Linked DNA regions of Canis lupus: region 1 is linked to region 2. The links are chromatin contacts, called in public Hi-C maps. All regions are on one chromosome and are shown on one strand. Each heading gives the region's core, a stretch centred on a gene start, on an enhancer-like site or on the middle of the called end of the contact. The rest is flanking DNA. Distances are from core to core; before and after follow the strand shown. Region 1 overlaps LOC111095126 (a long non-coding RNA gene). Region 2 overlaps CAST (calpastatin).

Region 1 (4,641 bases), core at 338-2,837, 90 kb before region 2:
TCTTTGAAAGCCAGTTCCTCCTCACTGAATGACATATAACATGGAAAAATCAACTCCAGAGCCTGATACTGGGCTTCGGGGAAGTTCATTTCCCCCTTCCTTTTTTTATTTCTCTTTCCTTGAATATAGTAACATTAAAGGTAGAATTAAACAGCTTCCAGCCAAATGGAGAAGCATTATTCTGTCTTTGAGAATAATGTCCAGCCAAATGTCTTCGACATTGGTTTTGAAAGTCTAAATGATTTGAAAAATCAAAAACCACAAATTTGTATTTCAAAAACCAAACCAAGGTGAAACGGGTGGAGAAATGTAATCTTTGGCCTGACAACCTCTTATCAAGAGTTAAGATCAAGTAGTCCTGCTGCTTCCTACTTATTGTTTCATGAGGAAGGAAAATGATAATATTTCTTATGGGCTAAGATATGAGGGAAAACTAGCCTTTGGGCAATGTCTGCAGTGAAGGGAAGCAAGGAAAGGAAGAAGCCCTGTTCCACAGGACCACCAACGTTAAGGGGGCTCATGTGGTGGGAGCTATGGCCCCTCCAGGCCAGGGCCCGCTCCCCGCTGCAGAGAGTGGTCAACAGGAGCCTCCAGCTGTCAGCTCCACTCAGGAACCTCAGCTGCAGAGAATCGCTTTACCTGGGCAGCCTTGTACGTGGCCACTGAATGGCAGGAAGGGGTTGTAAGAAAGGCCCCACCATTTAGCAGGATATGTGACAACGCTGCCTGACATTTCTCTTCCAAGAACGCCCCCTGGCTTGGCCAAGGCTTTGCCAAGCTTCCACTGCAGGCCAGTTTCTCCCACTGCTCAAGCCTTCTTCTGTCCACAAGCGCTACTCCTTATAAATATCCCACACCACACACAATGCCTCAGCATCTCCTTCAGAGAATCAAGCCTATAACTAAAAGCATCACACCTTCCTCAGAAGTGCGTGCTGACCCTTTGCCCAGTTTCTGTCGGAGAGTTCACACAGAGCTACATAGGAGGGTTGCTCTAGAGTTAGATTTCACTCTAACTGGTACCTCAGCTTTGCCTTCCAACCTTGTCTCCCAACACACCTCCCATGAGCCTCCCACTCAAGCAGCGTGTGTTTGCTCACTTCCCAACTTTAAAACCCAGTCCTCTGCTACCTTAGAGAATGCCCTCCTGGGCCCATCCTGCCCAACCTTGACTAACACAGGCTGAGCCATGAGTCACAGCACTTATTGGTGTTGACTCTGGCAGGGATGAATTTCTTTGCTATCAAGTGCTATAAATTTTGCAAACACAGAGTTAAAGCACAGCCAAGCCCTAGACCAGCTAAGCCTGGGATATTGTGCTTCAGAACAAGGAGGCAGTGCCAGGCCTCTCTGGGCCTGTAACCTGAGGAGGTCTGATCTACCTATCACATCTTCCTGCTTTTGACTCATATTTATGGAGCACTGTCCTAGCACTGGGGACATACCACTGAATAAAACAATCATGTTCCCTATCCTCAGAGATTACTGTCTAGGGTGAGAAATAAAAATCCAACAAGCCAAGGGGCACCTGGGTGGTGCAGTTGGTTAAACGTCCGAGTCTTGGTTTCGGCTCAGGTCTTGATCTCAGGGTTGTGGGATTGAGCCCTGCATCAGGCACCACGCTCCATGTGGAGTCCACTTGAGATTCTCTCCCACTCTCCCTCTGCCCCTCCCTCTCCTAAAATAAATAAATAAATCTCCTTTTATTTTTTTAATTTTTTTGTATATATATTTTTATTGGAGTTCGATATGCCAACATATAGCATAACACCTAGTGCTCATCCCATCAAGTGCCCCCCTCAGTGCCCATCACCCAGTCTCCCCTACCCCCTGCCCAGCTCCCTTTCCACCACCCCTTGTTAATAAATCTCCTTTTAAAAAGTCCAAACAACCAGCAAGTGAACATAATTGCCTGTACAGGATACTAACAGGAAGCAGTGATAGAAAACAAAGGTGAAAAGTGGGAATCTACTTAGATGGTAGGGTCAGGAAAGGCCTCTCCAGAAAAAGACACTTAAGTTGGGACTGAAAAATAAGAAAGCATGATCCAAAAAAAAAAGGAAGCATGATCCATAGAGAGTCAGGGAGACAGCCTTCCAGGCAGAGAGATGATACCCACGCATCCCTCGTTTATTGATCAATTCCAAGATGAGGAGCAATATGTAGGAGGGAAGAAAATCATCTTTTAATCACACAAGAGATGAAGTGTCATATTGACTTACGAAAAAAAGCTTTATAAGTTTCGTTTGTTTCAACCTACAACTGATTTTCTGGGTTGGGTTTGTGTGGTTTTGTAATCACTTGTAGTGTCCTGAGCTAAATATATGGCTTCGTGGCTCTGCTGTTGTACATTTGATACCCTCTGCCCAGAATTTATTTCTCCACTTTCCACTCTTAGAGCCTTTCCCTGCTTCAAGGTTTTCTTAAAGCATCTTTTATTTTAATAGCATTTCTAAAAAATGAGATTAGCCTCACATGACATAAAATTCACTATTTTAAAGTATTTGTTTTGTGGGGTTTAGTATATTCGCTATATTTTGCATATTCTAAACATCACCATGATCTAATTCTAGAACATTTTCACTACTCGAAAAAGAACACTAGTACCTATTCCCAGTGAGTCTCAGTTCTCCTCCACCCTCACCCCCCCCGGGTGACCACTCATCTACCTTCTCTCTCCATGGATTTGCCTATTCTGGACATTCATAGAATTACAATCATACAATCTGTGACTTTTTGTGTCTGGCTTCTTTTACTTAGTATAATGTTTTCAAGGTTCATGTTTATTGCAGCATGGACCCATACTTTACTTTTCTTTACGGCTAAATAATATTCTAGTGTGTATATATACAAATTTTGCTTATCTATTCATCAGCTGATAGACATTTGGATTGTTTCTACTTCTTGACTATTGTGAATAATGCTGCTTTGAACACTGTATACAAGCGAACATCTGTTAATACCTGTCTTCATTTTCTCAGGTATATATTTAGGAATGGAATTGCTAAATATATATTATTATTAGGTCGTATGGTAATTCTATATTTAAAATTTTGAGGAGCTGGGATCCCTGGGTGGCGCAGCGGTTTGGCGCCTGCCTTTGGCCCAGGGCGCGATCCTGGAGATCCGGGATCGAATCCCACGTCGGGCTCCCGGTGCATGGAGCCTGCTTCTCCCTCTGCCTATGTCTCTGCCTCTCTCTCTCTCTCTCTCTCTCTGTGTGACTATCATAAAAAAAAATAAAATAAAATAAAATAAAATAAAATAAAATTTTGAGGAGCTGCTAAGATGTTTTTCACAGAAGCTGCATCATTTTAAATCCCCATAGCAGTGTATGAGTATTTCAATTTCTCCACATCCTTGCCAATACTTGCTAATGCCTTTTTAAAAAAAATATTACAGACATCCTTGTGGGTGGGGAGAAATATCATGGTTTTGCATTTCCATAGTGTGAGAAAGAAGTACACATGCATTCTTTTGCATGTAGATCCTCAGTTGTTCATAACCACTTGTTAAAAAAAAAAAAAAAAGACTGTTCTTTCTCCCATTGAATGTCCTTGTCAATCTTGTCAAAAGCAGTTGACCATAAATGTATGGGGTTACTTCAGAACTCTCAGTTCTCTTCCATTGGTCCATATTTCTATCTGCACACCAGTGCCACATTTTCTTGATTACTGTAGACTTGTCAGTTTGAAATTGGGAGATATGAGTCCTTCAACTGTGGTGTTCTTTTTCAAATTCTTTTGACTATTCTGTGTCCCTTGCAGCTGGAAATTTCAGAGGGATTGCATCAAACCTATAGATCAGTTTCAGTAGTATTGCCCTAACAATAATAGTAAATCCTCCAATACATAAACACGGGCTATCTTTTCATTTATTTAGATCTTTAATTTCTTTTAACAATGTTTTATAGTTTTAAGTATATGAGCTTTATAGTTCTTTGGTTAGATTTTTTCTTAAGTGTTTTTCTTCTGATGTTATTATAAATGGAATTGTTTTCTTGATTTTCAGAGGAGGCATTTTCTCTTATGTGAAACTTTCCCTGACCTTCACTTCCCCCAAGTGAAGTCTGATAAGTCTTCACTCAATGTTCTCCCTCCGCCAGGCAGATATCTCTATTATTAATACTCACCACAACATACCAAAAGGCCCAAATCTGTATAATGTTAATTTCTCCTACTTGTGGACAGAGACTGTGTTCTATTTATCTTTTTTTTTTTTTTGTCCCTAAGACTTACTTCGAGACACTCACAAAGTAGGGGCCCTGTAAATGTTTATGGAATAGATAAAGAAAGAAATAATTGCCACCACTGAGGGTTTTCAATAAGACTGAGAATATCAGTTAGGAATGCCAGGGAGAGAGAGGGGTAGGGAATGAGGCTGGAGAGACAGGTGGAATGGAGACTAGAGCTGGTATTTCCCTCTCCATATGAAGGGGAGTAGTAGCACCATAAGGATGATTACACTGATGTTGAAAGAAGATCGATAAGTGATTTGGGCTGGGGAGATGTAGGTCTAGAGAGTTTCTGCCAGGAACTTGCTGCAGTATAGTTGTGAGGAAGTGAGTCTAGTACGATAAATATATGAGGAAATGGAAAAGAAGGAAAAGATGTGAGAGGTGTTAGGACTTCAGAATTCTTG
Region 2 (4,914 bases), core at 1,796-4,295:
TGAAAGGACAGTTCTGATCCTCCCAGATCTGTTTTCCAGCACTACATCCTGCTCCTTCTGTCTTGTATTATATCTTAGGAATAATGCATTAGTGATTTAATAAGCACCTACAACATGCCAGACATTTTATTATCTCAAATACTTAAAAGCCCCCAAAAGAGGTGTTATTGGCCTCATTTTTTTATAGCTGGGAAACTATACCAGTCGTTGGCTAGTCATTGGCAGAGCTTGCGGTTGAACAAAATTTTGCCTCATTTTAAAATCTCTGTGCTTTCTGAAAGTAATACAGATAATAATTAACATATTTACTGAGCACTTCTGCGTACCAGGTCGTAATAAACTTACAATGTAGTTATCTACTAAAGACCAGAAAATTGCCTAAGATTATTTCAGAAGTAGTTATGCTCAAAACTGGAACCCATTTGATCTGGTTATAGACAAAAGTCTTATTAAACATTCTTTAAAGTCCCTACTGGGCAATATCGCCGACTGGGCTTTTGTGGGAGTTGTACTCTGGAAGAGGTAAGACCAAGGTAGTTAAAAACAAATATGGTTAAGAGGAGCTGAAAGACAAAGTATGTATAAGACAAAGTATTTGTTGGTAAGCCAGAATCAGACTTTCTATTTCTTTACTTTCTAGGCGTCAGCCTCTTCTGCTTCTACCAGCAAGTCTTCCAGTATGAATCCCACAGAAACCAAGGTATGAAGAGTCTTCATGGGTGTATGTGGGTGAATGCCTTTAAGGGATTGTTTCGTAAAGCAAAACAAATGTAGATTAACTAATGAGTTATGTGTCCTAACAAGCCTAAGTTACGGAAGTGACCATTTCTTTCTAATTTATAGGCGTCTTTGGAAACTCCCCTTTGTTTTTAGTATTTGCCTCAAATATCAACTGTACACTTCTCCATTGTTTTAGAGTATCTAGAAAAGAGGAGTCCTCCAAAGATTTTTTTTTTTTTTTTTTTTTTTTTTTGGTCCTAGACTTGGAGTGTAATGATATGATCTAAGTGCATTTCTCTGGATCTCGCGAAAAATATGCATTCTTAACTTTTTATAAAATGGTTTTATTATCACAGCCATTTAAAACTCAATGTAAGAAAGAGAAAGTTTATACTAAGTTTACTCTAAGCGACAAGTGACACAGAAACTGTTACTTTGGATACTTCCTCAAATTTCTTTGTGAAATTTTAGTCCTGGAGGGCAAGGGCTTACTGATAAACCTTCAGAGCTCTATATGGGATTTATTCTAATAGTTATTTCTTGGGATTTCAGAAGAAAAAATAAAAGAATGTTGTCCAATGTAGTGGTCACAAAGAGTAGACCTAGTTCTGAAGAGTTGCCTGAAGCTGCCTCAATCCTCTCCCTTAGTGACCAAGTATCAAGCCGTTTCTTGGGATTCTTCTGGGGGTGGTGAATTAAAGCAGGAACATTATCGAGATGCTCTCAACTAATTTTTATGAGCCAATATTCTTGAGTGTTTTCAAGAGTTAGCCCAGCTCTATTATTAAGTTGCCCTTGTTTAAAATCACTGGCATGATTTGCTTTCTGTCTTGCTAGCCTGTGGTGGGATCCAATGCCATAATTTGGTACTGGCACTTGTACTTTGGTGCTGTTGGGATATCCTCTGGTCTCATGTTGAACTGTTTTTAAAGGACATTGCAAATATCTTGAAATACACTGTCAGATCTCTTATAAATGTCATCTAGCTTTCATCTTAATTGAAAAGTTTTTAACCTAAAATTGTTATTTAGTATTTTACATTTACATGAATTTTTTTTTTGTTTTCAAAATATGCATGACTTGAGCCTTCCTTCATCTATTAGTTGTCACTACTTACTTAGACCAAGTTTAATCTTAAAATATTTTTAAAAATCTGATCTCGGTCTTAAAATGATTTTAAGACCGTAGGAGAAGCATCAACCAAAAACAAATTATCATTGAACTCAGAGTCCATGAAAAGCAAAGAAAGGAAAGCCACAAATCTAAGCTTTTCTCTTTATTATTGTGGCTCTCATTTGATCCATTGCCTGGCTCTAATCCTTTGCCCCTGACTCTCTCTGTGCTCAAGGACCAATGTTTATTGTAGATGTGCCCTGTTTTCCATAGCAAGTGTCCACAAACCCTTCAGCCATTGCTAAACAATAATAATGAGAATTCCTGGCAGTTCTCCAGAACTGGAGGATAGGAGGAGAGAGAAGAAGGTAGGAGGCAAGAGGGAGGGAGAAGAATAAATGTCTTGATGACAAAATATCACCAATGGCTGCCTCAGGACCACTTCTGGCATCAACTCTTTGCTGGGTGGATTTCAGTCACACTGTTCTCATTAATTAGATTCATGTACTTCTGATGTTTGGGTCATAACATTTATCCTGGCCTTCTCTTGATTTTTGTGAATTTGAGCATATTTCTTCAAATATTTTAAGCTTTTAGACAAAAGATGTTATTTCATGATAGCTCCTATACCAAATTCTTGTCTTACTCTACATCTTTCAAATAAAAGTCTATCTACTTCCGAAGGGGGGTGATATGTCTAGATCTAAGTCCAACCTCTCTTGCCCCTGGCACATTATTATTTTTTTTAAAGATTTTATTTATTTATTCATGAGAGACACAGAGAGGGGCAGAAACACAGGCAGAGGGAGAAGCAAGCTCCTCACAGGGAGCCCGATGTGGGACTTGATCCGCGGACCTGGGATCATGCCCTGAGCCAAAGGCAGACGCTCAACTGCTGAGCCACCCAGGCGTCCCTCCCCTGGCACATTATAATGGGGGATCACAGTGCTGTGGTTAAAATGGAAGGTCAAATCATTTCTACTCAGGGTGTGACCCCTGCAAGACGATATAGTAGGAACCATGCAGCCAGATGGCCTGGTTTGGAATCTCATTTCATACCAGCCATGGTATTTGGAAACTCCCCTTTGCTTTGGTTTCCTTATTTGTACAGTTTGGATCATAGTACTTATTTCACAAGACTGTATAAGAACACAAACATGAAAGGGTATTAGATAGTGCCTGTCTCCCAGCAGGTGCCCAGTAGGAGCTGGCTAGTACTGGAGAGACAAGTGCACTGAAGTGATTGAGCACCCAAAACCCCAGCTCCACCCTGGATGTCCTTGGGAAGCTAACTTGTGTGTGCCTCAGTTTCTCATCCACAAAGTGGGAATGATGGTGAAGATGATGCACGTCTCATAGAATTATTATGAGGACTAAATGAGTTGGCACATGTGAAGTTTACAACAGTCCCTGATACTAAAAGATCATCAATAAACATTGGTTATTATCATCATCACTGTTGTGTTAAGCCCCACCACCTTCAGCAAAAATAAATTTAGGTAATGTATTAGCGACTAATGAAAATATGCCATTATAAGCTGCTTGCATGTGTGAGTGTGAATTCTTAATCATTCTGTCGATTTCTTCCATGCAAGATCTTGATTGCCAAATTAGAGTAGAAGCTATTAATAGATCCAAACCACTGCAATACCGGGTAGCTTATTTTCCTTCTTAATCATTTACTAAATTGCATATGCGTAAGTTCAAAAAAGCATAGTAGCAGATAACAGAAACTAACAAAGATAGAGTATGAAAGGATCCAAAATATAAAATTTATTTAAAAATGTTTCTGTGATTATGAACTTTGTTTCCTTCCCAAAACAGTGTGTTGGTAAAACGAGGGTCCATTATGGGAGGAATGTATGTATCTTGATGGCTGAAGCACAAGACATGATAAATTAAGAAGATATTTGGTGTTGGCTTTTGTAGATAATAGAATAGAAAACAGGAGTTGAGGTTAATAGCAGCAAATAGATAAAAGGGAAAGAAATGGTGGGAGGCGTTAGGCCTAATTTTTCATCTTTGACTCTGAAAAGTTAAAAAATGTTCCAGTTTTATTCCAGTTTTCATATCTTGCCTGTACCAAGAATTCATGTATGTACTGAAGGAATTGTGTTTTTTGATACAGATGACCTTTGGTTGGATAAAACTGTGTAAAATGCTCCAGTAAAGGGCCTGAGTCAGAGCCAACTCTTCCTCATCTTCCTTTTTTTTTTTTTTTTTTTTTTTTTTTTTTAATAGAGAGCAAGTACAAGCTGGAGGAGAGCAGAGGGAGAAGGAGAGAAAGAATCTCAAGCAGGCTCAGTGTTCAGTGTAGAGCCTGATTGCGGGGCTCAATCCCTGGACTCTGATAACATGACCTGTGCTGAAATCAAGAGTCAGAAGTTTAACTGACTCAGGCATCCAGGTGCCCCACAACCAGCTCTTCTGAAACATTCCTAGAAATTTAGATTGTATCATGTAACAACAACAACAAAAATCTATATGCTATTTACAGGATTGTTGTGTAACACCATATTGACAACATTTCAGAGAACTTTTGGCAACACTAGCGACTGTTGATTTGATCATAACCAAATGTTAGACATAAAGGTGCAAAATAATGGCCCAAGCAGCCGGTACACAGAGAAGGTGAAGGAAAGGGGTCAGAAGTTAGTTATATTACTGGTAATCTTGCAGATTCTTACACGGTCAAAAAAAAAGTCCAAATTGCAATATTTGCTTGAGCCTTTACAATTTTAGCGTCTGCAACTTCTTGGAGTTAACATACATATGCTGGAGTAGATAGATGGCAGTAGGTGAGTAGAAGGGGACTTGATATAAACATTGAGCCCTGTGATATATGTTATTTACTTGATTGTCAGATAAAATAAAATCACACTTGGGGCTGTGCTCTTGTATTAGGCTATTCCAGTCAGCAAACAGACGGGAGGACAGCATTCTCCTAACAAGAAAAGACACAAAAAACAGGTGATGTGGTTCACTGTACTAGGGGATATTTCTGTTTGCTAATGGCCACGTCAGCTGCTCAGCGCACGCTAATAATTGTAGTTCCAGATCTTCGGTAACTCTCACCCATCA

Evidence for each region. A called contact is a pair of places that touch in the nucleus more often than the background predicts.
Region 1: a Hi-C map of skin fibroblasts shows a contact between it and region 2, with 2.8 times the contacts expected there. The contact joins two enhancer-like sites. A contact is called at or near these places in 5 of 9 Hi-C or Micro-C datasets (amygdala, blood, liver and 1 more).

What each region holds. Positions count from the first base shown.
Region 1 is chr3:13,097,392-13,102,032 of UU_Cfam_GSD_1.0, reverse strand. The region is part of intron 5 of LOC111095126 (a long non-coding RNA gene); the gene reads left to right. Among named protein-coding and RNA genes, the nearest start is that of CAST, 29 kb to the right of the region's middle. Within about 2 kb of position 1,587, at least 5 of the 20 cell types and tissues checked have an H3K27ac peak or open chromatin away from gene starts, as enhancers often do.
Region 2 is chr3:13,008,947-13,013,860 of UU_Cfam_GSD_1.0, reverse strand. It overlaps CAST (calpastatin), which reads left to right. Exons shown (of 31, transcript XM_038532284.1): 4 at 641-700; 5 at 4,738-4,803. Among named protein-coding and RNA genes, the nearest start is that of CAST, 59 kb to the left of the region's middle. Within about 2 kb of position 3,045, at least 3 of the 20 cell types and tissues checked have an H3K27ac peak or open chromatin away from gene starts, as enhancers often do.